Regions from separate parts of the Danio rerio genome. Here region 2 is linked to region 1. Evidence: chromatin contacts called from public Hi-C data. All regions are on one chromosome and are shown on one strand. Each heading gives the region's core, a stretch centred on a gene start, on an enhancer-like site or on the middle of the called end of the contact. The rest is flanking DNA. Distances are from core to core; before and after follow the strand shown. Region 1 holds the start of cnot11 (CCR4-NOT transcription complex, subunit 11). Region 2 holds the start of actr3 (actin related protein 3).

Region 1 (5,006 bases), core at 1,153-3,652:
CTCTCTCTCTGTTGGTAAAGCGCTGTCAACAAATATTTTCCTCCATATCCCATAATGCACAGCGCATCGGCCAACGGCAGCTGAATTGGTTCGAAACGTGCAGCACTTTTTGCAGTTGGACCTGTTTTAGTACGAATCATATTCTCACCACAGACGAACCGCTCCAGAGTTCGTTTGAAAGCGTACCGAGACCACCTCTTTAAGCAGGTCTCGGTACGCTTATTTGGTCCGCTTTTGGTGTGCACTCGAGTACGATTGCTGCATTCACACCTGCCCAAACCAACCGCACCAACAGGGGAAACCAACTCAAGTGTGATTCAATCGAACTAAATAAGGCAGGTGTGAAAGCACTCTAAGAATATGTGGATTTTTAGACTAGAAACAAGACTTCAATTATAGATCATTTTGAATAATGGTGATGATGATTTTCCCGTAGTCGAGCAGCTCTACCGTGTGCTTTCTGCCGCTCACCTCACTCCTTTGGCCCACACGGCCTTGTTGAGGCGTGTATCGATGCGGACATCAGGAGTGCCCATCTCCTTCACTGCGAACTTGCGGATCTCCTTCAGGGCGCGAGGAGCTCTCCTCTTGAAGGAGCTGCGGGAAAACAACAGAGGAGCTGCGTTTACATACAAACAGGTCATCAAGAAACAGCAATACTGCACTGGTCATGAAGACAGCAGCACTTCCAGTCTGAGACGCATTGATGCACATTTCCAAAATGCCTGCACATCTTGATTTTCCATGAACAGTTCATACACATCTTAACTGCTAAAATTGGATGACTTTCCAGTACATTTTCTTGACCTAATGTTTCATGTTATGTATATGTGGTAAACAAGAAAAACAACGCATGTTCAAAGTTATTACAGCATGTCTTAAAACATGCGGCAATCTATTCTGTTTGAATGAATCTGTACATGTGTTTGGCCATGGAGAGAAAATAAGACAACTAACCCACATTTAATATGCAGTTATTTGTTAAAGTAATTTCCAGAACTTTTTCAGATTTACCAGAACTTTTCCAAGCAAAATTCCATGACCGTATAAACCATGCATTACGCATTACTTTATGCACATTTTGGATCATTGCATACAGAAATGTGCACTTAAACTCAGAGCAGTGTTTGTGGGCACTCACATGCCGTGGATGCGCTTGTGGATGTTGATGGTGTATTCACGGGTCACCACTTCATTGATGGCCGAGCGGCCCTTCTTCTTCTCGCCCTTCTTGGGTGCCATCTAAACACACATAACAACATCACAAAAGGTTAATTACATTTACACAACAGACACACTGAACGTTTGATTGTCAGATAAAATCACAGCTAAAGTAGTTCCAGCAGGTTTAGAGCGCATTACAGTTCCATGTTACTCCGCTGTATGATTAGAGTTATTACACAGCTACAACAGTAAGACATCACATCAGAAGTAGATCTGGAGGACACTAGACATTTGAGGAGGACAAACACCCGACTAATACACTCAACATACAACATCTGTACAGCGGATTTATCTGTGGAGATCAGAGAAGCACAATAATCAGCTCCGGCAGAGTGGATTATTAGAATATAAAGCACAGCTACGCGTATTATATTACTCCACACATGTAAACGCCATCTAAACACAAACACACATTAACACTTGACGTCACTATTAACCCATAACAAACAGGTTAACCTAAATAGAACGGTCTAGATCTCTTTCTAGATACCGTTTCATTTGTAAACATGAATTTACCTCGTCAGTAATGACTGACACGCTCAACCCGTACTCAAGTGCACTACACGGTGGCCCACTACCTAGCGAACTGCTGCATTACTCTCATTACACTACGAGCATAAGCTTTAGCCATGTAAACAGCGCTTATTATGGTGAACTGAGGGTTTATTTCGGTGTTTTACTGCGGTTTTCCCGCCGGTTTTGCTCTTTCGGCTCGTCAGACTGCGGCGTTTCAGAATGAACTCCATTTAAGCTCACATCTGTGATTAAACCCCGCCAAACCGGCGCTCGCTGATCGATAACGCGTTTCTACACTCATACACAGCAGCATATTTGATTATTAGTGATCGATAAGGCGGATGATGGTGGATTTATGAAACATGAATGAGAGAACGGTACTCACTCTGTGCGCTGGATGTGGAAAAGGAAGAGCGGTGGATTATGGGACACATACAAAGGCGGAGCGCGCGTTCACATCCGGGTCATACTAACGTTTGTATCATTCTGTTCTCAACCATAACAGCATGTAAAAAAAACATAACAGCATGTATGCTATAACTATGCCTGCATGTAACTACTTTATATATGCGTGAATGCATCAAATTTGATTTAAGGCGATTAGTGTAGTTTTGTGGTCAACTACATCTCCCATGGTGCTGCGCGCCGCACAGGAAGTGCTCACGTACACCCGCGACGGTTGTGAGTAGAAGTGAAGAAACACATTCAGGTTAAAACACTGAATAATTCAAACATTAACGCGTATTATATCGCGTTTGATCGTTATCTTTGTGCTGGAGTGTCGCCGTGTCGGCCCGCGTTGAATATTCATGATCTGCCGGGAGGTGATGAACACCGCTCAGGTAAATGTTATTATTACTCACTGTGTGTCAAAACACACCGAGCTCCCTACATAGACTGCTTATAGTGAGGTTTATTGATTAGGAGAGCACTAAAAAATTGACCAACAGTGTGTTTACTTAGACTTATTAGTGAATATAGTTCATATTTTGATGAAAACAGTCCTACAAGCCTTCTGACTGAGTGTTTGACTTCATTATCCACTATTACAGTTCTTTATAGAGTGTAATTAAGCTCATGCTTCATGTTTTTGCAATTAAATGTTAATGCTAAGAATATTTTAATAATATTTCATGATGAACACTAACTTTGTTTTACTTTGTCATCTATTTATGGAGTATTACACTTATGACTGTCATTCCAGAACCTTTGCTGTCTCTGTTCCTCAGTGGTGGAATGATCTAAAAACAGGGGTTCCCAAACCTTTCAGCTCGCGACCCCCATAATAACAGTGCCAGGGACTCACGACCCCCAATATTCTGTGAGGTGGTTATACAGTTAAAGTCAGAATTATTTGCCCCTTTTAATTTTTTACATTTTTTTTAAATATTTCCCTAATGATGTTTAACAGAGCAAAGAAATGTTTACAGTTTGCCTGATATTATTTGTTCTTCTGGAGAAAGTCTGATTTCAGCTAGAATAAAAGCCGTTTTTAATTTTTAAAAACCATTTTAAGGTCAATTATTATTAGCCTCTTTAAGATATATATTTTTCTCAATAATCTACAGAACAAACCATCGTTATACTATGACTTGCCTAATTACCCTAACCTGCCTAGTTACCCTAATTACCCTAGTGAAGCCTTTACATGTCACTTTAAGCTGAACACTAGTGTCTTGAAGAATATCTAGTCTAATATTATGTGCTGTCATCATGATGAAGAGAAAATAAATCAGTTATTAGAGATGAGTTATTAACACTATTATTATTAGAAATGTGCTGAAGAAATCTGCTCTCCCTTCAACAGAAATTGGGGGGAAATAAACAGGGGGGCGAATAATTCAGACTTCAACTGTATATATATATAGTCCTTGCACACAGCAGCGCAAATATACCAGTAGGCCCAAGTCTGTTCATCGTTTAATTTTGGAGAACGCCACTCGGAGACCATCTCCCATGTTCAGTTGAGACCTGTATTTATTTTTAATCTACCTGAGTGCTGTTTATGTGTCAGAAAGTTTAACCTGATGCCATAAAATCGCTGTGCTGCATCTGACACTATTGCTGTGTCTTTAAAATAGCATAATCAGCCGAGGGGTTGCAAACAAAAAGCCATCAGGGTTTAGATTTTTGTTTGCATGTTGTGTTTTTATTAAAGTTTATTATCAACATGTTAACGATGCTACTATCAACTACTATTGTGCTCTTCAGTAGATTATGGATGAAATATGGTCGCTCTAATTGTTTACTAAAATGAATTTGATTGTTGGACATCGATAAGTGACCCCTCCTCATTGTCCCGACCACCACTTAGGGAAACACTCAATGATCTAAAACATCTCAAATCCTCTGAGGATGGAGATTAACCATAAAACTAATAATCTGATCATAAATATTAATTGAATGTGTTATATGGGATGCTAAGTGATATTTGTTTCATTTATTGAAGTTAAACTGCTGTAAACCATCTTCGCACACGTCATTGAAATCCTTGATAGTTTGTGATAAAAATAAATCATCGAAGGCCCTGGAAAGTATTGAGGTGAAGTTGTTTTAATATTTGCACATTTTGACTTTCACCTTCTTAATGTCATTTCAGAATTTTTCATCATAGTACAACACAGTTGACGGTCAATTAAATAAAGCTGCTGTTATTTCAAAGTCTGACCAAACATTCAGAGTAGCGCGTCACAACCTTTTACTGTTCAAAAACGAATGAATGTGCAAATAATAATAATAATAATTTATAATTTAGGCTGTAGCGTCGCGGTGAGGCAGTGCATAGCACCTTCACCTCACAGCAAGAAGGTCTCTGGTTTGAGTCTCGGCTGGCTCAGTTGGTGTTTCTGTGTGGAGTTTGCATGTTCTCCCCGTGTTAGTGTGGGTTTCCTCCGAGTGCTCCGGTTTCCCCCACAGTCCAAACACATGCGCTATAGGGGAACTGATCAACTACACTGGCCGTAGTGTATGAGTGTGTATGGGTGTTTCCCAGTGATGGGTTGCAGCTGGAAGAGCATCTGCTGTGTAAAACATATGCTGGAATAGTTGGCGGTTCATTCCCCTGTGGCGACCCCTGATTAATAAAGGGACTAAGCTGAAAAAGAAAATGACTGAATGAATGAAAGTAAATTACTGAAAAAGAAAATCGCACATGTGACTAAATACATTTTCCAGTTCGCACACGTCTTTTTTTAATCGCATATATTTGAGTGAAATGGTTGCACTGTCGAGCCCTGTGAGTACTGCTATACCTCGCAGAACACCAT
Region 2 (5,006 bases), core at 1,406-3,905, 280 kb after region 1:
CACACACACACACCTATAATCATACACTTTATTCAACATGTGCTATTGGAGGAGTCTTTTGTGTTGGCTTGTGTGTGAAACGGTTAGCCTGCTCAGTCTGATCTATCTGGTGTTATTTAGGGAAAGATTATTAAAGCAGACCCTTTTATGTCTGCGATTTGAAGAAAAATAGATGTGTGTGTGTGTGTGTGTGTGTTGTACAGTCACTGCTGGTTAATAACTCAGACATATAGAGATGATGAACACATGAGCGCCCTCTGCTGGACACATGCTCTCATTCACTCTCAGACAGTCAGAAGCAGCTGAAGCTCAGCTCTGTGCAGACCAGAGATATTCCAGCATTCAGCTCCAGCTTCTCTGCAGACCAACATCAGCAGCAGGTTAATCTCTCTTCTCCAATGATGCTGTGTAGAACAAAGACTTATCCAACATCCTCAATCTCTCGCTCCAGTGAAATCCCGGTCTGTCTCTTTCCTCAGACTGCTCCCTGGTTCGCCCCTGAATTACCCTCATCGAAAGCTAAAGGTAGTGAACTCGAGTGTCTCTGTCATAGACCTGCTCTCATCATCCACACAGAAATGCACAGACCTGCTGTGCTGCTTCATGAGGACTCCGTCATTCAAACCAAATCCCTGTGTAGGCATGTATAAACAGCTCCAGGCGACGCGGGGGTGCAGTAGGTAGTGCTGTCTCCTCACAGCACTCAGGTCGCTGGTTTGAGTCTCGGCTGGGTCAGTTGGTGTTTCTGTGTGGAGTTTGCATGTTCTCCCCGTGTTGGCGTGGGTTTCCTCCGGGTGCTCCGGTTTCCCCCACAGTCCAAACACATGCGCTATAGGGGAACTGATCAACTAAACTGGCCGTAGTGTATGAGTGTGGATGAGAGTGTATGGGTGTTTCCCAGTGATGGGTTGCAGCTGTAAGTAAATCGTATGCTGGATGAGTTGGCGGTTCATTCCGCTGTGGTGACGCCTGATTAATAAAGGGACTAAGCTGAAAAGAAAATGAAAGAATGAATAATTAGCTCCAACCGAGGAAACTCCAAAACTGTCTTCTCATCACCCCCCCCCCATCCCACTGATAATTCTCTACTGTTGTTTTTTAATGAAAATATTAACTATAAAATATTAATATAAAACTCTGTTATTTCCTTTTCTTTCATTTGGATCCACCTTTATCCTTTCTAAAATAAAAATAGAGCACTTTTAATACAGTATTCAGCACACTTTTTTTTTTTTTTTTTTTACAATTTGTATATTCTTTTAATATATTACTATTATACTTTAAATTAGTCTAAATATATTTAAATGTTTAAAATTAAGGCTCAAGTGTATTTCTAGTTGTAACTAAATATATATATATATATATATATTTTTTTTTTAAATACAGATACAGCATGTTAAAAGCACATTTTAGTTCAGTTTCAGGGTGTCTCAAAATAGCACAGTTGAGTGCACTTAGATGGTATTAAGTTTATCTTAACATATACTTAATACTATCTTTTAGTACATTAAGTACAAAATTAGTGTGTGAAAATAGAGCACTTTTACTACATTACTGAAGAGTGTACTAAGTATACTTAAATAAACTGCATTTTAGTGCATTTTTTTAACCTGGGATTCTGTGTGTACAAAGAAAACAGCATCTGTGCTTCATCAAAACACTTTAATCTTTCTGTGTAATAAACCACAAGTCCAAAAACACCTTATGAGAGGAACTAAAACTGGGAACACACAAATATAAATAAGATGCAACATTACAGCACATATATCAAATGTACAGACATTTTGGGAAATGTACTTCTACTACAATACATTACTGGTAGAGTTTTAATAAAGTCAATTTAATATAAACTTAAAATGACCACACGCAAAATCTATTTAAGTGTTAGTGATAATATTGCATTCACATTAAGTGGACTTAAGTACAACGTTTGGGAAATGTACTGATTGGCTGGATGTACAATACATTACTAATAGATGTTTTATATATTAACTTATTTTAAGCTTAGGATTAGTATATAAAGTCTCCGCTTTATACCGCTGTTCTGCAGTCTGTGTGCTGTACAGGGACCCTGGGTTCTGCAAAGGAGCTTTAAATTAAATGTATTATTTATTGATGTTGGACAGTACTGTGGGCAGAATAATAGCAGAACATAAACTATATGTGATAAATCTGGGCCGGGGGGAGCTGATCATGTGTTAATTGAGCTGATCATGTCCTAATCTGCTGCCATGATGAGGATTGCGGCTTCCTGTTCTTCGTGAGTCTGCGACAGGAAGTAGAAGAGGCCAGCCGAGCAGACTTCCGCATCCTGTTGATCAACACAACACTGCAGCACACACAGACACCTACAATCACCGATAAACGCTTAATTATGATTGTCTTGACAGAAGCATCATCTGTAGAGGGTAAAGTGTTGAGTCTGTAAGCAGAAGAGCTTATTTAACCCAGAATCTGTGTCGCCGCAGGAAAATAACAAAAGCGAAGCGGAAGCTGAGCTCATCTCTGACGTCATCAGCGCAGCCACGTGTCCATCTGTAGCTCCGCCCCCGACATCACTGATTGACACTCGCGGCCGCTCTAGGGTGCGCGCTTTCTTCTGCGCGTGAATGCGGAAGTGGACAATCGCTTCCTTCGCGCTTCCGGGTTCCGCCTCGCTCAGAAACGGACCGACAGATCACTCGTCCCGGGAGCTCACCGGCGCTGCACCGCATTCGAGATGGCCGCTCGGTTACCGGCATGCGTTGTGGATTGTGGCACAGGGTGAGTAATCCCGCGCTCTGTCCGCTGCGCGCGAAAACCGGCGCCGTAGGTGCGCACTCCTGCACGGTTACCGCTGTCTGCCTGTGAGTGTGAGTGTGTGTGTGTGTGTGTGTGTGTGTGTGTGTGTGTGTGTGTGTGTGTGTGTGTGTGTGTGTTCATCAGCTTCTGTTCGGTTATTGTGGTGGTCGTTCTCCAGCTCAGAGGCGCTGTATTTTTCCGGTAAAGCGGAGTTTATACACTGATGATGATGATGATGATGGTGACGGTGACTGATGATGGAGATGAAGGCGACGCGGCGCTCGGGCCGCTGTAACGCTCATAGTGCGGTGGACAGTATTATTCGGTTAGAGCAGCCGTTATACCGGCAGATGAGCGGTTTGAGCTGTTTTAGCCGCGGAGCGCGGAAAGAGTCGATCTGTTGTGTTTTGTGCTGCGCATGCGCACTGCTACTTCCTTTTCCTGTGCTTCCTCATTCTGGCCGCGGCCTTATATGGGCAAACTGAGGAAAACGGCAGACTCCTGCTGCCCGTTACCGTGTTTCATATAGTGATGATGACCCCACTGTACCCCCAACCTGACCCCTGACCCTGACGTGTTCGATATAGCGCTGCGAGTGCGAGTGAAGCCCGCAGGGTCTGATGAAGAGGAGGAGGAGGATTATTATGGTCTGTCAGGGGTTTGTCAGCTGCTGATCTGATGTGTTTGATCATTAGAGATAAAAGTTGGTTAATGTGTGTGTGTGTGTGTGTGTGTGTTGGCCAGAGCTTCAGTGTGCAGATTTCAGACATGCAGAGACACGACAACTGCTCAACATTCCCGTGTGTGTGTGTGTGTGTGTGTGTGTGTGTGTGTGTGTGTAAGTTCCCTCTGTGAATGTCAGGGGTGTGTTGTGATTGTTGTGATAAGCTAATGTAGCTGAGCTGAGTGCAGTGCTCATCATCAGCACAGTGGAGCACTGGACCGACAGTTTGACTGCGCTGGAGCTCCTGTGTTCAGCTGCCGACACACACTCCACACTGGAGAAGAGCTGGAGGAATACTGATGAGCTGAGCTGTAGAAGAGTGCTATAATGAGTGTGTGTGTGTGTGTGTGTGGGGCGCGCGCACCGAGCGATGATGAACAAACACACACAGAGTTTATGAACATTAATGAATATGATTAATTAATAATGTGTGTGTGTGTGTGTGTGTGTTTCAGGTACACTAAACTGGGATATGCAGGAAACACAGAACCACAGTTCATCATCCCATCATGTGAGTAGTGCACTTCTGTAGGGCGCAGTGTGCGTCTGTAGTGTACAATACACTAAAATATGTCTAAAATAACACACACTACTTCCCCTGCGGCACACACTCACGCCTGCACTGCGCTCACTCACTTCCTCTCTCTCTCTCTCTCTCTCTGTGTGTGTGTGTGTGTGTGTGTGTGTGTGTCAGGTATCGCCATCAAGGAGTCCGCTAAGGTTGGCGATCAGGCTCAGCGCAGGATGATGAAGGGTGTGGACGATCTGGACTTCTACATCGGAGATGAGGCCATCGATAAACCCACCTACGCCACCAAGGTGAGGCATCATGGGAAACACACACACACACACACGCACTAGCTGCAGCACAAGTGTGTGTGATAAGAGCAGTGGAAGCTGTTGTTTTTACCCTGTAAGAGTAAGCGAGGCTCTTCATGATGTGACGGCAGCAGAGTCTCAGTGACGGATCTGCTCTTCAGTGTTTGGACTCGCAGTAGTGAAGATTAAAGCACACTGAACTGGACTGAGCTGAACTGGACTGAACTTCAGCTCTGGACTGACACTGCTTTAGTCCACTATGATCTTCTATGTGAAGCTGCTTTGACACAGTCTACAGTGTAAAGCGCTAGAGAAATAAAGCTGAACTAATTGAATTGAATATGAACCACTGACTGGAGCCTGGGCAAGCGCAGAGGGACTGCCTGACAGAGCCAGAGGCGGAGCCAACCAAACGCTTGACATCAAATCAGCCACGCCCCCTCATCTGCCCCGCCCGTATCTGCACTATAACAAACTTCATACCAACAACCCTGTCATGAGAGAAATATTAATATAAATACCAGCACTTCCATTTAAAACGCACAATAATACAGGATTACACGCTGGACTGCAGATCTCTCATACACTCAGCCTGGGTTATGAGCTCTTAATATATTTGTCTGATAACAGGGCTGTTGGTGTTTGTTATCTTCACAGGAGTAGAACTAACACTTGTAAAATA

The links. Hi-C and Micro-C count contacts between places; a contact is called where the count stands out from the background.
Region 2: a Hi-C map of hematopoietic stem cells shows a contact between it and region 1, with 2.9 times the contacts expected there. The contact joins the promoter of actr3 here to the promoter of cnot11 in region 1. A contact is called at or near these places in 6 of 18 Hi-C or Micro-C datasets (caudal fin, embryo, hematopoietic stem cells and 2 more) and 3 of 4 datasets of contacts at active chromatin or transcription factors (caudal fin, embryo and pancreas).

What each region holds. Positions count from the first base shown.
Region 1 is chr9:58,584,982-58,589,987 of GRCz12tu, forward strand. It overlaps cnot11 (CCR4-NOT transcription complex, subunit 11), which reads left to right and starts at 2,403. Exons shown (of 8, transcript NM_001089341.1): 1 at 2,403-2,582. rpl31 (ribosomal protein L31) reads right to left here and starts at 2,151. Exons shown (of 5, transcript NM_001040052.2): 1 at 2,126-2,151; 2 at 1,142-1,242; 3 at 472-597. The coding sequence starts at 1,242. It overlaps tbc1d8 (TBC1 domain family member 8), which reads left to right. Exons shown (of 21, transcript XM_073913350.1): 21 at 437-972. The coding sequence ends at 502.
Region 2 is chr9:58,864,940-58,869,945 of GRCz12tu, forward strand. actr3 (actin related protein 3) reads left to right here and starts at 2,656. Exons shown (of 13, transcript NM_001003944.1): 1 at 2,656-2,763; 2 at 3,961-4,016; 3 at 4,200-4,324. The coding sequence starts at 2,720.